2 separate regions of the Lactuca sativa genome follow, and region 1 is linked to region 2. The links are chromatin contacts, called in public Hi-C maps. All regions are on one chromosome and are shown on one strand. Each heading gives the region's core, a stretch centred on a gene start, on an enhancer-like site or on the middle of the called end of the contact. The rest is flanking DNA. Distances are from core to core; before and after follow the strand shown.

Region 1 (5,354 bases), core at 2,552-5,051, 210 kb after region 2:
AAAACTATATTGAACATGAACTTGGTTAAAATAAATTAACAAAAGTTTTGCAATATATGATTTTCTTTTTTTTTTTTAATTTCATGCAACTAAAGATTAATCCTAGATAATAAAAATTGCAAAGGAAAACTGTTTGGTGGGTTGCAAATATATGGATTACATTGTTATAATTTGGTGGATAGTCCAAAGTATAATGTTGTAATGGAAAGAATGAAAGTTGGATTCCAATTCATTAAAGTTCCTTAACTTTTACAATATGTTTTTTTATATCCAAAAAGTGGCATACATGATGGGTATCTATCTTTAATCACGAATCCAAGTCATGTAAATGAAAAGTTATCGTTAACAGATATAAAACTTATCATTCAAAATCTTAAAGATTAATCCGAAACGTAAATTACATTAAATAATCTCAGTCATCCATCAACAATTAGCATAACCTGGTTGAAACATTTCATCGAGCAGTTGGGTTGCAGAGTGAAATAGCAGGTAACTCTTAAACAGTTATAGAAATTATGTTGGGCTACTTTTGCAGAAATTTTGAACAAAGCATATAGTGTAATTCAGAATTGTTAATCACAATAATTAGACAACCATAACCTCACCAATTATCATAGTAACAACCGCAATCCATACTTAAACCACCTTTGGAGTACAACCCAGAAAATAAAAACTTTGTGAAGTATAGAGCATACCAGGAGTAGAAGCGTAAGTTTGCATCCAATCCCTTCACCATAGCGTTAAAGGGTTCCACTAGAAACCCTAAACACCAACAAATTCCAAAATAATGGAGTAGAAGAGGAATGAGGTGATGACAGTTGAGGCGGAGGTCGAAGAATCCCAACAAAATCGAGAGCACGAAACCATAGACGATCATAAGAAATAAAGGTGAAGAAAGATTGAAGAAGAATCGAGATATACGAAGCAATGATTGGCGGCGGATAATAAGGGAGGTAAGTGTAAAATTTCAAAAGCGTATCGAGGTCAGTGGTGTTTGTTGTAGAAAGAAGTCTTGGTTAGAAGAAGCATTAGAGGTGGGAAGATGTTCCGTTGGTTTTAGTGGTAGAGGAAGACGGGGAACAGTTGAGAATGTTGAGAGGTGGAAGCGATTGGGGGAAACTGATACCCACCGAAACGAAAAGGATTCTCTAAAGATGATGTAGATCGGTCTTTTGTTTCCTACTAAACCATAATCAAATATAAAAACCCCCGCAGGTTCGATTTATGACCTTTGTGGGCGGTGAAAAGAACTTGGTGAAATAATCAAGGATCTGGAAGGATGAGTCAAAGACGATAGAAGAAACTAGAGAATGACTGCAATTCTAAGACACTACCATCGGCAGTAGGCGGAGTGTGTGAAGCAGTCTGGATCGGTGATGAAGAAGAAGGGAGAAACGGTGGAGACGAAGAGGGTTGGGGAGACGGTGAAATTTGGAGTAGAGATAACGAAGACGATGGAAGGATCGGGAAGTAAAAACCCTAACCACTGTGGTCACCCGAGGAACAGTACCCTGGTCAGGTAGTTTAGTAATGTCATATGCTATTTTGGATATTAGATAAGTTTAATATTAAAATGGTTCGATTGTAATTAAAATAGTAGTTTGGATATAAAGGTGAATTTTATAGTTGTAGACGAACATATATGTTGTTTTAAAATTCATAAGCATATAAAAATAATATTTAAAGTTTGTAAGGATACAAATGAAATTTTGTTTTTTGTTTTTGTTTTCTACAAGGAAAATGGTTGCAAACTTAAAAATAAAATAGGTTAGTCCATGTCTCCTACAAGAAGAAGAGCCATATATCTTTTTTAGGTTTGCGATAAGGGGCATATCTAATGTAGAAGAAGGGTATGTATGCACTTAATTTTCTTACCTATACAATTTTCTTTGAAAAGTTATATATATATATATATATATATATATATATATATATATATATATATATATATATATATATATATATATATATATATATTGTTTCATGCCTTAAATATATATACCGACAAACCCTAATTTTATTTTCCAGATTCCCCATTGTCTACGGTTTTTTAAATAACAAACAGTCTGTAAGAGAAAACATCTACATGTTCTGTATACTATCTACAGTTTTTTAAATAATCTACATGTTCTCTGTACCGTCTATAGTTTTTTAAATAACAAACAGTCTGCAAAAGAAAACGTCTACACGTTGTGTTGTATGGGTTTCACAAAAAAAATCATGAAAATATTCTTAAAAAAATAAAAACAAACATCTAAATGACACTAGTGTGATTTAAACCTTCCCTGTTAATTGTACCATTTCCAATCATTAACCTTTAGAACATATGAAATATGAAACTAAATAACTTTAGATTTAAGTAAATATTAAACTTGGTTTTTAAACTAATGTTCTAAATTTAATCATTTTTAACTGCTTTGATCACGAGATTATATTCATCATCTTTTAAGGATATGGTGTGAGTGCGATAAACTCATACTGCCATGTAGACTGCTAACACCGTGTCGGGTCTACATTTTCCAATGCGGTAGTGCGGAGCTCGACTAGAAGCTACCGTACCTCTCTCTCTCTCACCGTTTCTGGTATGTGTCAAACATGGTAAATTGATGTGGAGATGGATAGTCTTTGCCATGATAAAACCATGAAATTACAGCCTTTAGGTCTAATACACAATTTTAAAAAATATGTATATATATATATATTCTTTTTTTGGACCCGGGGAGGGGAGGGGGGTGGTTGGTTCGGGTTAAAAAAACCGCTTGCAAAAATGTACTATGAAATGGCGCCGATTACGTTCATGCAAGTTATTTCCCAAAATCCCTTGAAAATAAGTTAAATAACATAAAAGATTTTCAAGAAATAATAATATTTCCCTTCGATTTTCTTACACGGTGGATGATAATTATGTTCTGAAAAACAAAAGAATCCAATTAAAAACAAATATATATAGTTAACAAATCTTAAAAAGATAAAACCAAAAAAATAACAAAACTGTCAACATGGTCCTGTAGACAACAGATAAAGTTTATACACCTTTAATGTCGATTGATAGCATATATCATATATATTCGGTAGAATCCAAACAAAAGATTTAATATTACTTAAACTCAAATGATCAGGTAACCTGATCAGACCTTTGGGTTAACAGTAACAGCCACCACTACATACCCTAAACAAACAAGTTCATTAATTAATTAGCTTTAAATATGGATCAAACACTAAACCCTAGCTGCTGATGAGAGAGAAGAAGAAAGAGAGAGAAAGAAAGAAAGGGAGATGGCTTGTAAACCTGGGTCATGGTTTCCCAGTTGTCAGTTGTTCTGCATGCAGTACAATGGCCACACACACATACAGCAGTAACACAGTAGCAGCTAGCAGGATTTAATAACCAAGTACCAATGCACAGACATGGAGGAAGGTGAAATGTGCAGACTCATAGAGAGAGAGAGGGTGTGTGTTTTATGGGGGTGTGATTAGTGTGTGAGAGAGAGGGAGAGGGAGAGAGAGAGAGTAAAAAAGAGGGCATCGATTACATCACACACACGCAAAAGAAAAAAGAAAGAAAGAAAGAAAGTAAGAAAGAAAGAAGGTAAAAGACATATTAGGTTTGGGGGGAAAGCATGGGAAGGTGGCAGAGATTTTGCAGAAGCCACACTACACACCACAGTTTTTGTGTGATTGAGAAAGAGAAAGAGAAAGAAAGTAAATAGTGGTCTCTTCTGCAAAATTTCAGACACCAGTGGACCAATCCTTCATTAACTTCTTTCTCAATTATCAATCATGCATCTTGGTTTTGGCTCCCCATTAATGCATGCTCATGCTCATACTCATACTCATACATCTAACTCATTTTATTAATATTTTATAACATATATATATATATATCATTTACTATATATATTTTAAGAGTTGATACATATATATACATTAATCCACATGGTCTAGACCTTTACATACATACGTACATATATGGTCTACTTGAGTCATACTCTTGTCATAGATATACACATTAGCTACTCATTTATTTTCACCTTTTGCAACCTAATCAATATACACACATGGTTTACATAATTTGTATGCACATACTGCAGTCTTCTTCTCTACCTCATCTAAATGGGATTTTCGGAGTCTTCAATTCCAAATGGGATCTTCGGGACTTCTTGTTGTATACAATCTTCGGTATTTGTTATCTAATCTGATTTAGGGGTGTCGATCGGATAAAATTTTCAGGTTTCGCGTAAAACGGGTATTTCCTTAAAAAAATAATACCCGATACCCGACCTATATTGTAATTCGGGCTTTTGGGTTTCGGGTATTCGGGTTTTAGGCCGGTTCGGATAATTATCGGATATACCTGAAAATGTTTCTTTTTTCTTTTTTCTTTTTTATTTTATTTTTGCATTTAGGTTGGTTTAATAAAAAATTGGGTAGCAAAATATTCCATTTCAAGTTAAAGAAGACAAAAGTATGTGAGTATTTTGAGGAGCATACACATATCATTCTAGTCTATTGAATCTCGAGAAAATTAACCCCATTTTTAACACATATATTTTGAATCCAACTAATTTTGGATTATATTGTAATCTCAACTACAACAATTTATCATGTTTATTATTAGATTAAATAACTCTTATTGGGTTATATTGAATTCAAAACCAGAATCTGCTGCACCACTTCATTGTTACTGTTGTATAATGTATGTTCATGATACATGGCTAGTGAGAATATGCATCATGAGAATTTTCAGCCTATAACGAAGATGGAGGCTAAGAATTGCGTCTTTGAGGATCGAAATTCGGATTAAGAAATATGGAGCGTGCCTGTGTTTGTTTGTGTCGATCAAGAAGAAGTGAAGGGTTTTAATTTTTTTTCAAGCATGCTTCTGCCTCATGTTACCAATAGTCCAATACCCTATATAATACATAGGATATGGGATATATTAATATTTAAATATACTATGTATTATTTTAAAAAACGAATTCGGGTATTCGGGTATACCCGAAAATTAATGTTCATACCTAAAACCCGACTTATACTATTATCTGGTTAACCTATTACCCGAATGTTCATACCCGTTATCTGTTCTATCCGACCCATTTTATCCAAATTTGAAACGGGTCGGGTGCGTAGAACGAGTTTCGGTTGTTTTCGACACGCCTAGTTTGATCTATATATGTAGATGTGTACTTAATCACTTGATTCAAATACGATTGACACAAAATTTCAAATGTAATACCATGTCATATAAGATGTCATTAATGGATCAAATCTTTTTTATAATCATAATCTATTACGTTTAAAATGAACATATTCGTTTAGACCCCATCGATGTAAGAAACTGGACTAGGAACATA
Region 2 (5,224 bases), core at 104-2,603:
TTTCATGGATATGATCAGCCACTTCTGCCCATTTGGGTTTGGAAAGATCAAGGCCATAGATCTTGTATTTAATCTTTCCACTCCTTTTGGGTAAAGAAATCTCCTCAGCATCATCTTCTTTCTCAATATTATCTTCATGAAATTCGGTTGTTTCTGTTTCTGATTCTGATTCTGGTTCTTGTTGCTTAGCTTCTTGTCTTAAAAGCTCCAATGAATCATAAAACTCACTATCTTCCAATTTCTCACGAGCCCATTTGAATCTAAGCTCTCTCAGCAAGTCTCCTCGTATCCCTATTTCACCAGCAAATCTTGCCATATCTTTAACTTCTTCAGACTGAAGAAAACTCTTCATTTTTTCCTTCTTTTTAGCCTTCTTCATATCTTCTACAACAATGTTGCTAACCTCCCACACTGTTTTCCATAAATCCTCACTAAAATCTTGGGACACAGAGGCTGTTTCAGAGCCAAGAAAAGACTCTAGACGACCTGCCTCCATTTCTGATACAACCTTCTCAACAATGATATGAAGCATTGCATCGATTTCTTTCTTATCAGCATCAGTATAAACCTCTGTAAGCTTTCCTCTCATGATCCAAACGAATCTAGATAAGAATTCATTCATTACCACATCATCATCGTCCTCTGAGTCTACAGAAACAGTCTCCACAGCGTTGGTACTGCTCGGAACAGTTTGTTGGCCAGAATGAACAAATCTATAGAATAATGAATGCGCCATCGACGTTTTAGGGTTTCCAATCCGGGAATCGTCTTTATGATATTGTGGAAGGTAAATCAGAGGAGTAATACAACGACTGGTGCAAACCTCTCTGTAATTCAATGATGGAGTTCTTCTGCCGCTAAATCTTGACACCTTGTTAATTGTCAGTCTCGATAAGAAATGCTTCAGATTCATTTTCTAAACCCTTGATCTTTCTTTTAGAACGACAGACAAAGCGAAAAATCAAAATCAAACTGATTTATCCAGAAATTTTCTTAACCAGAAAATTGCACTTTCATCTCTGAACTGTAATAAATCAGATATCCATCAATGCCGCATGTACGATCAGCTAAAAAAACCCTAGTGCATCCAATTTGCAATGACAAAAGCTGCAAAATTATTAGAAAATGTAATCACAAATACGGATCAGTAAAACATACATTTGTAAATGATTCTTACATATAAAAATACAGATCTTCACCTGAAAACAATCAAGCAGTAGCAGAACGCTCCGTTTTCGTCAAGTCCAGATACTACTACTACACCGTGTAGCGAGTGAAGGCTTTTTGCTAGGGTTTTTCTTTCTCGACATCTTATAGAAACTTTACAAATGTTATCCCTACGGTTTACACGAGTGCATAAAACACCCTATACTTTAGTTTTCTAATTTGAACTCGTAAAACCCAAAGGAATTGAGGGCCATTTAATCATTGAATCGTGTAACTTGTCAAAATAATTTGGAGTTATTAATTTAAACTAGATTATGAGAATATATAAAGGTATAAAAAAATTGGCACAATAAAAAAATAAAGTAACAGAAACAGATTTAGTATTATTGGTAACACTGAAATGTCTAGAAAAAAAAAAACAATGAAACATTTGAATATCTATAATCGTTGAATGATCTATTTGTAGATATAACTTTTTGTTTTATTAGTTGGACAACCCTTGTCATATATGAGTATTTTCAATCTTTTTTCACTTGTGACACGGGAAACAAAAAACATATAACTGACAATGAGTGAAGACGAACCTACGCAAGTATAATCCAATATTTGATAATTATTGTCATTGACTTTTGTTAATGGTCATAACAAAATAAACAACTATGGGGACTTGCCTCCGCTAAAAACGGAATGAGATTCTTTTATTAGACGGTGTTAACTTCATGCAAGGTATATAAGTAGTCTCGTTGAAGAATCTAACATATATGATTCAAGCTTCAATGATGTGTTTCCAATCCTAACAATATGTAACCTAGTACCATTGCATAGTCCTTTCGTTTGTTCGATATTACGAAGTAACATGACTGGAACATCTATTTTTAGTGTAAGTTTATGGTTGGAAATTCTAGACGCCTTAAAACCATTCAACACAACTGAAGAGTAGATTGATTCCTCAAAAAAAAAATCCGGTAGCATCGAATCCTAAAATATAGTCATTGGTAGCATCGAATTCTTCATTTGTAGGTACCAAAATAGCTTTATCTTGAAAATATGATGGATCATCAAGATGATTTTCAAATGATGGATAAATGGTGGATACAATTGAATGAATATGGTCACATGTAGAGCGAACAACAACATCTTCTAGAAATTCAACTTCAAGTTCACCATCATTAGGGCCACCAGTATTACCTTCACTAGTTTTAAGAATCCACTCGTCAAATGCTTTTGTCTCATCCAAATCATTAGTTAGACAACCAAACTAAAGCCTCATGTTTACGGTTAAACGTAAAACTGTACATTCACGTCATAATTCAATAGGGGAAGCTAAACAATTTACGATATACCTAAATAATCAAATGCATATCAACTCGATAACATTAATTGAAAATGTTCAAGGTTTAACGTTGGAAGTTTGATGTACAATTTAGGAATTGATTTTAGATTTATTACAGTTCAAAGTTCATTGTCTGTTTTGGATGATTACTCAAATTACATTATTAATCTCAGTGGGGGTCACTAATATGGTTGATGGTCTGATCTTGGTCGATGCGATGTGTTCTTCTCAATCATTAAATCGATGTGGATAGTCCGCAGACCATGTGTTGAGTAACACCTAAGTGAAGCATTTTAACACATTTAGAACAACATAAATCCATTAACTTGCAAAGGATAGTTGGGTAGGGTCAATCAACTATTACAGGAAGACCTTATTACAGTAACTTAAGAACATTAGGTTATGAATATGCAACATTGTTTTGTATATTGATCACATTCTTTCTGGTAAAAAAATCCTTCAAATGTTTTCTGGTAATGATCATTAGAAAGTATAAAACATGTCAAATAACATTTTAGCTTTATTACATCTTGAAGTTATTTCATATGCTATTTTGAGAGCATCTAAATGGTGTGTAAGCTACTAAAACGAATAAAGATTTTGAATAATTGGGTTAGTCAAAACTGAGTTTTTCTTTTTCTTATTCGGGTTGTCATATCATGATTTTATCATTTTCCAAAAAGATTTCTCCACATATGTTCATCAAGGTAGGCATTCAAGGAATCTACCTGCAATTAAAGAATTCCAAAAAAAAGTTATTTTTAAATATACGATGCTATTAATGAATTTTTTTGGCAAAGTTCAACGCTATTAATGAAATTTGCTTCCAGAACATTGTCATACAAATGAACTTCAATGTTGGAAAACATGAAACATTTCAATATCGTCTAAAAATATTCCAAAATAATTTTTTTTAAAGTACAATGCCGTTAATAATTTTTTTTTTTTTTTTTTTTTTTGCAAATTTCAATACTAAAAAAAATTCCCTAGAAAATTATCATATTAATGACAAAGTAATTAACATTTAAATTTATATATTATATAAATGGTTCACTTGTGAACAAAAATACATAAATTGTCCATATTTGAAATGTTTTTTTTTTTTTTACATAAATGGTCTATATGCGAAAGAAAATAAAAATGTACCTTCCACTAACAAAATGTTTTCAGAAAAATCTTATTAATGAGCTCTAATGTACATAAAAATAAAACTTTTCTAGATTAGCCAAAAAGAATACGAAAAAGTCATTTTTTGAAACTACGATGCTATTAATGAACTTTTTTGCAAAGTTTAATGCTATTAATGAATATTTTGTTTTCCAGAAGACAATCCTTTAAATGATCTTCAGTATACAAAAATGTAATTTTCCATATCAACTAAAAATAATTCAAAAAAAGTCATTTTTTAAGAGTACAATGCTATATATGAACTTTTTTTTCAAAGTTCAATACTAAAAGCAATTTTTTCCAGAAAAGGTCCTAATATAAGGTTAAAAGAGCATATTGTAAAATACTTATCGATATATATGAGCAAAAATTAAACATTCCCATCATTACCCAAAAAGGCATATAAATCATGCCTCATTCTGTAATTAATTCTAACGCCGCACAATGTGGAATCCTCTTAGTGGCAGCATTCCAGAACTCAAACCACAATGGATAATCAATATGAAGAGAAGTTTAAATAAAAAATAATAATTGTCACCATCTTATACAAATATTATAGATTATTGGGGTGTTAGATAGCGTAATAACTTGCCAACAAAAAAATATCAACACCTTGTAGACATCACTTGTACAACATTTAATAGTATACAAAAAACATTATATAAAATAAACTATGGTTATGATATCTCTTCTAGGGTACATATGATTATTGAAACTAATGCCAACCAAAATATTCAATATTTAAGTGATTCTAAATACAACTACCATCCAGTGTTAGGGCCCTTGACTTCACCCCACTCCCAAGCAGAAACGGTCCCTCAAATATTTTAAAAAACCTGAAAGATTAAAATATACACACAAAAAGATGAAAATGGTAAAATGAACTTTCAAATATAACAACAATATTTTATAGAAAATACTACAAACAAGCTAGAAACATGTAAATAGAGACGAAAGAACATCATAATTAGATTAACATTATACACTCATTTAGTCTTATCTTTCTTCTTTCCTTATAGGAGTTCATAAAACATTTTCTATTGTATGATGGATTTCTGAATTACTTTTTTTGTAACATCCTGAAATTCAGGTATATCTATTTAACCCTTCCTTCTTTCTAAGTTGTCTAGGTTAGCCCTTAAAAAGAAGATTATGACAAATGAGTACGTTAGGCGTACTGAAGAGTACGCTGCGCATACTCATGGGCGTGTTTTGGATGCGGACTCCACCTGGTATGCTGGACGTACCTTAGGCTATGCTGGGCGTAGAGGGTCCAGACTTAAAACCCTAAATGAGACTTGAGCCCTATATAAAGAAAGCTATGACCTATCCTCAACCACCATTTGAGAGAGTGAAACCCTAAGAGAGAGCCAACATTCGTTCTAATCTTGTGTGAGTGTTCTTGAGCTAAAAAGTACATTTGTGTGCTAGTGAAGAAGAAGAAGAGGTTCTTGTGAAGGCTAGAAGTTGGAGTGCAAGCTTGGATCTGAGTTCTACAGAGGGGGAGCTTCACTTGGAGGTAAAAAGTTCAGAGCTTTCCTTGTTATTGTTGATTTG

The links. A called contact is a pair of places that touch in the nucleus more often than the background predicts.
Region 1: a Hi-C map of seed shows a contact between it and region 2, with 4 times the contacts expected there. The contact joins the promoter of LOC111881985 here to the promoter of LOC111881992 in region 2. A contact is called at or near these places in 2 of 4 Hi-C or Micro-C datasets (leaf and seed).

The regions. Positions count from the first base shown.
Region 1 is chr5:64,665,632-64,670,985 of Lsat_Salinas_v11, forward strand. LOC111881985 (cell division control protein 2 homolog D) reads right to left here and starts at 3,802. Exons shown (of 7, transcript XR_008224263.1): 1 at 3,290-3,802; 2 at 696-2,909.
Region 2 is chr5:64,459,463-64,464,686 of Lsat_Salinas_v11, forward strand. LOC111881992 (protein NUCLEAR FUSION DEFECTIVE 5, mitochondrial) reads right to left here and starts at 1,354. Exons shown (of 3, transcript XM_023878361.2): 1 at 1,200-1,354; 2 at 1-1,107. The coding sequence starts at 913.